Linked DNA regions of Mus musculus: region 1 is linked to region 2. The links are chromatin contacts, called in public ChIA-PET maps. All regions are on one chromosome and are shown on one strand. The core of a region is the stretch at or near the end of the contact, and the rest is flanking DNA. Distances in the headings are between cores, read along the strand shown. Region 1 overlaps Plcl2 (phospholipase C-like 2). Region 2 overlaps Rftn1 (raftlin lipid raft linker 1).

Evidence for each region. ChIA-PET counts read pairs in DNA pulled down with a chosen protein or histone mark.
Region 1: a contact with region 2 is called in an RNA polymerase II ChIA-PET map of memory CD8 T cells, with 6 read pairs. The contact joins two enhancer-like sites. A contact is called at or near these places in 1 of 115 datasets of contacts at active chromatin or transcription factors (memory CD8 T cells) and 1 of 9 other capture datasets (embryonic stem cells).

Annotation. Positions count from the first base shown.
Region 1 is chr17:50,628,731-50,634,148 of GRCm38.p6, reverse strand. The region is part of intron 3 of Plcl2 (phospholipase C-like 2); the gene reads right to left. Among named protein-coding and RNA genes, the nearest start is that of Plcl2, 120 kb to the right of the region's middle. Within about 2 kb of position 2,893, at least 18 of the 459 cell types and tissues checked have an H3K27ac peak or open chromatin away from gene starts, as enhancers often do. A contact at or near this core is called in memory CD8 T cells, where this site is marked.
Region 2 is chr17:50,091,820-50,097,715 of GRCm38.p6, reverse strand. All of the region lies in intron 3 of Rftn1 (raftlin lipid raft linker 1), which reads left to right. Among named protein-coding and RNA genes, the nearest start is that of Gm52302, 60 kb to the right of the region's middle. Within about 2 kb of position 3,420, at least 59 of the 459 cell types and tissues checked have an H3K27ac peak or open chromatin away from gene starts, as enhancers often do. A contact at or near this core is called in memory CD8 T cells, where this site is marked.

The DNA of each region.
Region 1 (5,418 bases), core at 1,644-4,143, 540 kb before region 2:
AGGAATGCAGAAAGAAAGCATCATGCCCATTACTAAACTGGCTCAACATTGTTGGCTTTATCCTTAAATTATAAAGTTTATTTTTCCATGCTGGAGATCACAGAACTTGTCATGCTAGCAGTCAGTATATTACTGCTGATGAGCTTCAAGACCAGAACCATCTCTTCAAATGATGTTTTAATGTAACACCAAGAAAATGCACATTTAAAATATTATAGAAATAAGCAAATTACTTAATTTATTACTATAAAAGAAATAATTTTTTTTTGGTGAAAAGCACTAGTGCACTCTCACATCAGAGTACAGACCAAAGCAGATGTGTATGAGATAGTCTCAAGAGCAGAGCCAAGTGAGTAAGTTCCCTTAAGTTGTTCTGCCTTCACTGTGAATGTACACTGATATGTCAATAGAATGCTAGGCCAGAGAAAAGGGTTGATTTTATAAGCACTATTTACAAAACTGCAAGTAAATTAGTTTCATCAATCTCTCTCTGTTCATCACAGAGGTATAAGGCTTGGCATAGCACTCAGACATCCACTGCCAGGTGGAATAACCAGCCATATAGGCATGGACATTATTTATTTAGTATAAAATACTTTTATACAGTCACTGCTAATGGATTTTTTTTTTATTAGTGACTTGTTTACTAGTAGCTCCTAAATTTTTAACACTAATGCATTAGGAAAGTCTCGGAAATAACAAGTATGCTCAACTCTAATATAGGCTTAAAACTGTCTGTACCCAGCTCCAGGAGGATCCAATAATTCTGGATTCTCTGGCACCTATAACTCATTCACAATTCAATGCACACACACACACACACACACACACACACACACACACACACATACACACACACACACAATTTAAAGATAAACTTGCACAACCACACAACACACATACATATGACATAGCCTCTTTTTCGTTTTTTTTTTTAATTCCCTGGAGACAGGACTCTATGTAGCCCTTGCTATTTTGGAACCAACGGTAAACACCAGGTTGGCCTTAAACTTTTGAGATCTGTTTGGCCCTGCCTCCTGAGTGCTAGATTAAAGGTGTTTGTCACCATACCCAGCTCCTAACATGGCTGGTAATACCTGGACATAATAAAAGTTATAGGGAACTGGGGCATGAACAGATAATTGCTGTGGGGAATGTTTGCAATGGAACTCCATTCATCTTGCTATCCACATTGAGAAGCCAGGGAATTAGCTATCTTTAAAAAGCCTACATCATCAGCAAGAGTTGTGGTCATTAACCTTTTTCAAGACCACTATGATAATATGATTTTAAATAACAAATTGTTTCCAGGCTAACTTGACTGGCTTCTTCATAACACTTCACCTCTACTTCCAGAGTCTTCACAACGAAATTATAGAAAATATAAGGGGAAACCTAAAATAAAACTTTCAGAAGAGCCTAAAGAGTTCCAAGAGCCATTTCAAACAAAAAAACAAAATATACCAGGGGTGCTACTACAAATAGGTTTCTTGGAAGTATAAGAGGTAGGGTAGAATTTAAACAGTGAAAAATATCCTTTGTCTCAATCCATATTAATGGAAAGCAGAGCTCATGGGTGGAAAGGAGAAAAGCAACAGCCTGGATGAAGTGTGGAAATCTACACGGTAGAACTTAGGGTTCATCATAAACTCTTGATCACTTAGTCAGGAAGAGCTGTGATCACTGTAGGCAGGATGTCCTATGATCACTGTAGGCAGGATGTCCTATGATCACTGCAGTTAGGATGTCCTATGATCACTGTAGGCAGGATGTCCTATGATCACTGTAGGCAGGATGTCCTATGATCACTGCAGTTAGGATGTCCTATGATCACTGTAGGCAGGATGTCCTATGATCACTGTAGGCAGGATGTCCTATGATCACTGCAGTTAGGATGTCCTATGATCACTGTAAGCAGGATGTCCTATGATCACTGTAGGCAGGATGTGCCCTGATCACTGCAGTCAGGATGTCCTATGATCACTGTAGGCAGGATGTCCTATGATCACTGTAGGCAGGATGTCCTATGATCACTGCAGTTAGGATGTCCTATGATCACTGCAGTTAGGATGTCCTATGATCACTGCAGTTAGGATGTCCTATGATCACTGTAGGCAGGATGTCCTATGATCACTGTAGGCAGGATGTCCTATGATCACTGTAGGCAGGATGTCCTATGATCACTGTAGGCAGGATGTCCTATGATCACTGTAGGCAGGATGTCCTATGATCACTGTAGGCAGGATGTCCTATGATCACTGTAGGCAGGATGTCCTATGATCACTGTAGGCAGGATGTCCTATGATCACTGCAGTTAGGATGTCCTATGATCACTGTAGGCAGGATGTCCTATGATCACTGTAGGCAGGATGTGCCCTGATCACTGCAGTCAGGATGTCCTATGATCACTGTAGGCAGGATGTCCTATGATCACTATAGGCAGGATGTCCTATGATCACTGCAGTTAGGATGTCCTATGATCACTGCAGTTAGGATGTCCTATGATCACTGCAGTTAGGATGTCCTATGATCACTGCAGTCAGGATGTCCTATGATCACTGTAGGCAGGATGTCCTATGATCACTGTAGGCAGGATGTCCTATGATCACTGTAGGCAGGATGTCCTATGATCACTGCAGTTAGGATGTCCTATGATCACTGTAGGCAGGATGTCCTATGATCACTGTAGGCAGGATGTCCTATGATCACTGCAGTTAGGATGTCCTATGATCACTGTATGCAGGATGTCCTATGATCACTATAGGCAGGATGTCCTATGATCACTGCAGTTAGGATGTCCTATGATCACTGTAGGCAGGATGTCCTATGATCACTGTAGGCAGAATGTGCCCTGATCACTGTAAGCAGGATGTCCTATGATCACTGTAGGCAGGATGTCCTATGATCACTGCAGTTAGGATGTCCTATGATCACTGTAAGCAGGATGTGCCCTGATCACTGAAGGCAGGTTGTGTTGTGATCAAAGTAAACTTTCACAATCACAGATAATCATCAGGGAAGGAGGCAATGAGAGCAATGAGGAAGTCTTGTGAGGATCTCCATCACTAGCTAGAAATTAGGCAAAGCTTAGCTCTGAAATTTGGAAAATTTAAATATTCTCTGCCAATACTGTGGCTACAATTTGTTTGAATTTGTGAAGAAGGAACTTTAAAAGATAAATGGGCCTCCAGGAACCACTGAGAAAGAGGGAGCTCAAAGACTGTAAGAGCCAGAGGTGACAGATAGTTATCAGTAAGCAGTGCTTTCCAGGTACACTCGAGCAGATGAACATATAAATGCACAGTGGTTATGATAGCATGAACAAAATGTGTGCATGCTCAGGCTGGGAAGAAAATCTCAGCATTAGACGGCAAAGCACGAAGCTGGGACTACCTACCTGAGGGGTTATTGCCTGCAATAGCTTTACAAGAGCAAGAGTCAGTTTTCTTTATGGGTCTCCTAGGAGGTTGACATACTCTCCATTGCTGTCCCCATACCCAAGAGTACTTGAGTAAAATAGGAGAGAGGAGGGGGCAGGGGAGGAAGACAAGGGGGGAAGGAAGGAGGGAGGGAGAGGGACTGGGCGACTGGGCATGGATCTGGGGAAGAGTTGGGGTGAACATAATAAAAATATATTATTTGAAATTCTCAAATAATTAATAAAAAATACTAGTTAAAAGATAAATGAGCCTCATGGTAATGCTTCAACTAGAGTCACCAAGTTAACAAGTACAAAGCAAAACCAAATTCTAAACACAGGAGTGGCCAGAAAGAGCAAGGGTATCACGCAATGTTCACTTATGGTGACGTGAGAGTCTCTGGACAGAAGCTGAGTTCATCATCCTGAGAGCTCTGCACTGACATCTGGTAATGCTGGTAATTGTGGAGAATGCAACTGCAATATCAACAGTTCTGTAATAACGCTGCATATGCAGCCCTGGAAATATCACTACATTATATAAAAATGCACAATTAAAAATACAGGGCTTTATAAGGAAAGTGAGGTTAAGGGCACAACACTGAAAAACCTAAAACCACACAAATCAACTAAATACCAACAGATGACAGCAGCACAACAGACCTTGAAAAAGCCCTGAAGCAGAAGTGGGCACTGAAGGCTACAGCTTGTGCCGTGAGCTGCTGTGAGGTACTGCAAGAAGGGCACCTGAAATCTCACAGACCAGTCAGATCACAGTAACACACATGGATGCCTAGAGGTTCAAACAGACTCACGGAACCCAGGGAACTGGCAGGGACTTAACACTCAGTTCACCCGGGAACCGTTTTCTGGTTCACCTAGTGTTACTTACAGACAAAACTGCACATAAGGAAGTGTGAAATTTTAAGTTATTTGCAAAATGTTCTTAAACGTATCAATTGGGAACAAATTTGCATTTTCAAATCAAGTACAATCCCAGCACTCAGTACAGAGGGAGAATACTTCTAAAGATTTTTTTTTCTTGCTTGCTTTAATGAAGTGCAATTTTAATCCATTTTCTGTCATATTCAACCTAAGCTTAGTGGTGGTATCACACAAGCCTGCTTCCATAATGCACTCAGTTGTTCTCACACCTTGCGGGAGATGATGTCCAGTGATAAGTCAATATGCAGTGGATTGGGAGTTGTGAGTAGCCCCTGGTCCCAGCCCAGAAAGCTAAGAATTCTCTACCTTTCCAATCTGCTCTAACCTTTTATATCATCCATGGGTGGTTTTCAGGGACTAGAAGAGACTTTCATGGCACAAAAACCTTCATCCAAGCCACGGCACGTCCCGAACCTCTTATGCACTAGATTGCAGCTTGCACAGCAATAACACTCCATTTTATATGGCTGGAATTCCAAAATATAAAAAGCCTCTCTGACCACAGTAACTATTTCTATCACTTATCACTCTAATGTACACCTAAATTCATTCGCATATTTAGAAATCTCATTTACAGATGAAACTTCAAGACAGTTTCTGAACTGACTCTCATAAACAGAAGGTAACATCAAATGCTTTTAATACACATTATAGCACAGGTTCTTTATACTGAAATAATCAACTGAATTCAGTAAAAGTGTTATAAGAATGAATAGTATCATGCAGTCAGAATTATTTTAAAAGCCAGCCAGGATTCTTGCAAGATTCTTGCCAGTTGCAGTGATAGTTTATGAAAGTGGATAGACTAACTGTTTATATTTGTAATTTTTTTTCTGAGAAGCACTTCCAGAGTTAGCCACTAGAAGTCCTTAGTAATACACATTTGCTAGGCAGGAAGGTGGAGAGAAGGAAGCTGGGATAAGGGGAAGAACATAAAGAGGAAACTTGGAGAAAAATTCATTCCTCAAAGAAAAAAACCAAAGAAAATCTCAAAGAAAATCAGTTGGGCAGGGATGGAGATGTAGACAGCAAACCCCACAAGAGTCCCAACAGTG
Region 2 (5,896 bases), core at 2,171-4,670:
CATTTTTGGATAGGATCATTGAGTGGCACTGCCTGGGCCTCACAGGGCGTTTTTTGGCATCTGCATGTTGATAACTCATTCCCATCCCGTGCTTGTAGCAGTCACAGGTGCCTCCAGATGTGACCAAACATCTGCTGGTGAGCAAGACTGCCTCCAGTTTAGAATGCCTGAGTTAGTTACCTGCAAGGCAGACCTCTGCCTTTATTCTTTATAGGGAGCCACCTTAGCCGAAAAACATTTTCTATACTCACCTAATCTTACCACCGAATGAAATGGCAGGTTAGTTATGATGAGGTGTTCCATGTATGTCCTAATTTGTTCCTGATTTTTAAAAAGATATTTATGTTTGATCGTGTGGGTGTGTGGATAGATGCATGACTGCAGGTACCTGTGGAGGCCAGGAAAGGGCATCAGATCCCCCTGGGCTGGAGTTATAGGTGGTCTTGAGCTCTTGAGCATGGGTGCTGGGAACTGAACTTAGGTCCTCTGAAGGAACAGCAAATGCTCACAACCCCGAGCCGTCTCTCGAGCTCAAAGGTTCTTTATTGTTTCTTTCCTTTATTTATTGGGTTCTGCATTATCTTTCTCCCTTGCTGGGGATCAGACCCAGGGACTCACACTTGCTAAACACATTCTCTACCTGACGTATATCCTCAACCCTTATCATATTAAATGATTACCATAAATGTGTAGCATGTATAGTAGTAAGAGAACAATTCTTCAGGATCATGGTCACTTCTGTTCTTTTTTTTCTTCTTCTTTTTCTTTTTTCTTTTGTTTTATACGAAGCCTAGAGTGATTTTCTGCAGGTCACAGTAAAACCCGCTGAAACTGTAATTACATTAACATAGTAATTTGAGGATAATTTTCACCTTCTATTTTCAAGAACACGGGGTTCAATATTATTGTTAGAAGTAACTCGCTAGAGCTTTGGAGTCATTTTGAGATCTCTGTGCTAGGTTGGCACGAGTGACATGTGTGGAAAAGACACACCCAGCCCAGAGGGGGAACAGAGACTACTTTTTATAGTTATTTTCAGAGACTTTAGGAGGAAAATGGAGTCAGTAGTCTGTGCTGTTTGGGTACTGATCAAGTTGTAGGTGTCCTGGCATCAGAAGCAACCTGCTCATCCAGTATGGAGCAGGGAGGCTCTCTGGAAATGGCTGCGTTCAGAGGAACACTTTCAGCTAAGATCTCCAAAAGGTTGGTCTGTGAATTATTTTAACTAAAATAGTCTATTATGGTAAGGTGAAGGCGAAAAGGCAAAATATCTCATGTTCTCTCTCTCTCTTTTTTAGAAAGATATATTCTTATAAAGATTTATTAAAATTTATAATTAATAGCAAGTTTAACGGTGTATGCGTGCAGTAGGGGTAGGTACCTCCATTGGATAGAGTTGTTAGAGCCCCTGGAGCTGGAGTTACAGGTGGATGTGAGCCACCTGATGTGCATGCTGGGAACTGAACTTGGATCCTTTGCAAGAGCGGAATACACTCTAAACCACTTCATGTTTTCTCTTATGTATAGAGTATAGTTAATGTAGATTTAAAATATATATGTATATATGCATACGACATTACAGGGGAAAAGGAATGAGCAGGAAGGAAGAAATAGCTGGGGGAGGGAAGGACTGTGGGGTACGTACGAATAAAGTACAATGATATATATGTGTAAGAATGTCAGATAACTCATAAAATGTGCACATGGCTTTAGAAGTCCTATGATGTGATAGCAGATTGAGAGTAATAGCCCTGTTCTAGTCACCCATCCCCAGACACAGAGAAATGGCTACCTCAGCTCTTAATAAGAGGTTGGGGGGTGTGGGGGGGGCACAGAGTGAGTTTAAGTACCACATCTATTAAGATCTAACTTGAAATGTAAAATTACCGAAAAGCCTTTTTGAAACATACACAGCCTTCCATTATATTTAAGAAGGAGCCTCATTTCAAGTGGACATCTGTGCCTTGAGATGCCAGCTTTAGTCATGCAGACTTCCTGTGGTCACCAAGGATAATGCTTGTTCCACTTGTCTCTCAGCCCCTCGGTGTTCTAACGGCTTGTTTGTATGCTTTAAGGCATATGTGAGACATTAGTGTCTCATACAAGCTTTTCCTTAAAGGAGATGTGGTTAAAATCATGTAGAGACAGTGAACCCAAAGGAAGCCTCAGGGTCAGACTTGTGGTTTCTGAGGAAAAGGTTTGCTGCTCCAAGTGTGGCTGGTGGGACAGAAGTGTCAGCATCTCCAGTCCAGGGTCAGCATCTCCAGTCCAGGGTCAGCATCTCCAGTCCAGGGTCAGCATCTCCAGTCCAGGGGCAGCATCTCCAGTCCGGGGGCAGCATCTCCTGTCCAGGAGCAGCATCTTTAGGGAGTTCCTTCAAAATTTCAGGTTCTCAGACACCCCCCTCCCCTTATGTAGAAACAGCATCTGCATTTTGGTAGACTCCAGATGAATGGTGGGTACATTCAAGTGTAAGGACAGAGCTAAGCATACGTACACATTTGCATCAAAGTTGGTTGTGCTTAGTTTTTGAAAACAACTTTCTGAATGTCTAGCCTACATGTATGTTTGTACACTGCGTGTATGTGCAGGGTCTGTGGAAGCTAGAAGAGGGTGCAGGGTCCCATGGAACTGGGGTTATAGAAGGCTGTGAGCACCCAACCACATGGGTGCTGGGAACTTGGAACCCAGGTTCTATGTGTGAGCAGGAGGTATTCTTACTATCAGAGCCATTTCTCCAGCTCTGGGACTGATGGGACTTTAAAATGCAAGCTCCCCTCTGAGTTGCACTGGACACATTTCTTCAGTGACCTCATTGGTTGCTGCAGATATAGAGTGTTTTGGTCCCCTGTCTCAGGCAGGTGCTGGGGTGTAGGTGGGAGAAACTAGAAAAGCAGAAATAGCAGCAGTCTTGAACATGGAAACTGTAATTATGTGCAAGCTGAGTGACTTTCTGTCACTCAGCTGACTGTGGCCCATAAAAACACCTGGGGACCACTCATGGGTAGCTATCCTTTCTATTCATGCATTGCAGATGTGGGACTTTTCCTGAACCAGCAAATGTTAGGAAGACTTGATTTTACTCAGTTGTTGTGTTCCTGATAAGATGCTATTAATTATGCATTATTAGGAACATTCTTTCTTTTCACTTTCTGTGTGTCTTTCGTGAGAGGCTGCAGGAGTCCGAGAGAGAGAGCAGGCCTCTTCCTATGGCTGTTCCCCATGGTTTCCTCTGGTTTTTTCTGTATCCCAGAGGGTTGAGAGAAAGGATCTTCATTTACCTTTGTGGCCTTTCGAGGCAAACAACAAAGGCCTTGAACTAGTTGTGAGTTGTTAGGTGGTTTGTCTAGCAAAGAGGCAGCCCTGACTGTAAGCTCTGAGACAGGATGTGGCAAGATTTTCTCTAAAGTCGCGGTGTAGTATGTTGATGCTAAGCTGTAACAGACACTCACTTGGCAGCACACAGCTCCTTGAGAGTGTGTGGCGACAGTGTCATCATATCCAGAATGTTCCTATAGATACCCAACCTTTATGACAGAAGTAAGTATCTGCTGGGGGCAGGGGCCAGGGACATCAGAAGGGGCAGTAACTTGGCTGGCACATTTTCCATCCCGCTTCCTCCTGGGCTCCCCTGGTGCTCCTATAGCTGCAGTCATTAAAGATCCATGGCGCTCGCTCTCGTGTTCTCTCTCTCTCTCTCTCTCTCTCTCTCTCTCTCTCTCTCTCTCTCTCTCTCTCTCTCTCCATTCTTTTCCCTCTCAAGCATTTTTAAACCTTCAGCGTAGTGTTAGGGGAACTTTGAACTCCATTGCTCTCATTTCATAATCCTCTTTTTCCTGATTATTCCAGAATTATCTTAGTAACAGCTTGATTTATTATCCTCCCTCAAGCCACCAAAGACAGGGTGAAGAAGTGCCTAAGATGTCTCTCTTACTAACTACTCTCTCCTTGGAAATCTTTCCATTCTTCCTGCATCACACTGTGCCACCAGCTTAATCTGGTGCCATCTTGCACTTCCTATTGGGATGAGGGGAAACTCCATTTGTTCCCTATCCACTGCTTTAGGCGTCAGTGGCAGCCCTCCCCAGGGTCATTCTATCAGTGAGTTAATCTATGCATCTGCTACCCACTACTGGCATAGCTACGTAACAAGTTCGCCTGTGCTCATGGCTCTTTGCCAGACAGATTTGTATTTTATCTTGTTCCAACTGTTTGTTTTCTAGCCAGAACTTTGCCAATCTCTATCCTCTATGGCCCTATGACTAATCTCCAAACAGTCTTAAAGACACTGCTCTTCTGCTCCTTGATTTAAGGAGTAAGTAATTCCTGATCCTAGACAATAGAAATAATCCTCACACTTCTGATCGAATACAGATTGTTTTATTAATTATTTTATTATTAATATTTGTATTCTTTATTAACGTGTGTGTGCACATGTGCATGAGTGTGAGCCTGCCTGTGCCCATTTGTATACGGAGTACAGAGAGACCAGAGGCATTGGATAATCCCTGGGCGCTGGAGTTGGGTGCTGGGAATTGAACCCAAGTTTTCTCCCAGAGCAGCAAATGTTCTGCTGTCTCCTAAGCCATCTCTCCAGCCCTTGCGTTGTCCTTTTCTTAAGGGCGGTATCTGACTTGATGCCACCAACCCCAACTGGCTTACTCTTCACTGCTCACTTAGCCTGCGTCTTATATAACCCAGGCCCACATGACCAGGGATGACGCTGCCCGCAGTGGGCTGGGCATTCATTCCCACATCAGTCATTAATTAAGAAAATGTCCTGGCAGAGCTGCCTACAAGCCAATTTTTCGTTTGTTTGTTTCAATTGAGATTCTCTCCTTTCAGATTTTAGCTTGTGTCAAGTTGACGAAAGATAACCAGCACAGATCTATTACTGGCTCATTTCTTTCTCTACTATTTAAAAAAAATAGCTAATCTGACCTTGCTAATTTAACCTGGTGTTTTGGAGGAAGAGAGAGAAGAAAGGATTGGCTGGAATGGATGGGTGTTAACCTCTCTTCCTGTTTCCCAGGGATAAAGCATTTGTTTTAGACAACTGACATTTACTAAGTAACTTTTTATCTGACTGGGGAAGTGCTCCAGTCTAAGTTGTTTCTTGTTTCTGCTTCTCGTGATTATTTCTAAATAGAGAAAAGATGACTCTGCTGGCAAGCTACACAACCTCTTGTTCTTTTTATGGCTGAAATGTAAGCTTTGCCTGCTGGCTTAGGAAAGAGGGAATAATTTAGATTTATCTTTGAAATGACGTAGGTCGTGACATCTAAGATTATCGACGTGAGATCTGTTACATGTTTATTACTTAAAAGTCGTGAGTATCATAGCTCTCTGCCATGTGTTTATTACTTAAAGGAAGAGCTGATCATTTTTAAAGATTTTTTTTTTCAGTAGCTTTAGATTAGATTTGCCCTCCAAAGGCCCAAATGAGCTCAGCTTACAAGTTATGCTCATTTTGTAAGAAGAATTCAGGGCTTCTGGTATTTTCCCTTGCAATCACTTCAAATATTTATTGCAACACGTAGTAACAGGATTTACTTAGAAATGGATATATTTAGTGGCTTGAAGAGGGCAATTCCCAAACTATGAGGATGCCTTTGGAGTGGCTGAAGTCAGACACCCTCTACTCTCCAGTGCCAAGCACATGAGAGGCCCGTGCAGGGACAGACCAGAGAGCTCCCTTCAGTTTTCCCGAGGTTGCTTCTAGGAGACAATCCAGAAGCCTATTTGCCTCTAAAGGACCCCAGGCATCTTGAACCAATCCCGTGTCGTATCTTGACAGTCTGTCAATTTAGCAGAATACTCAGATATCAAAGGCACACAAAGACCTTCAGCCCTGTGCCGTTGAACTAGGATTTGGAAGAATATGCAAATTAGAGTG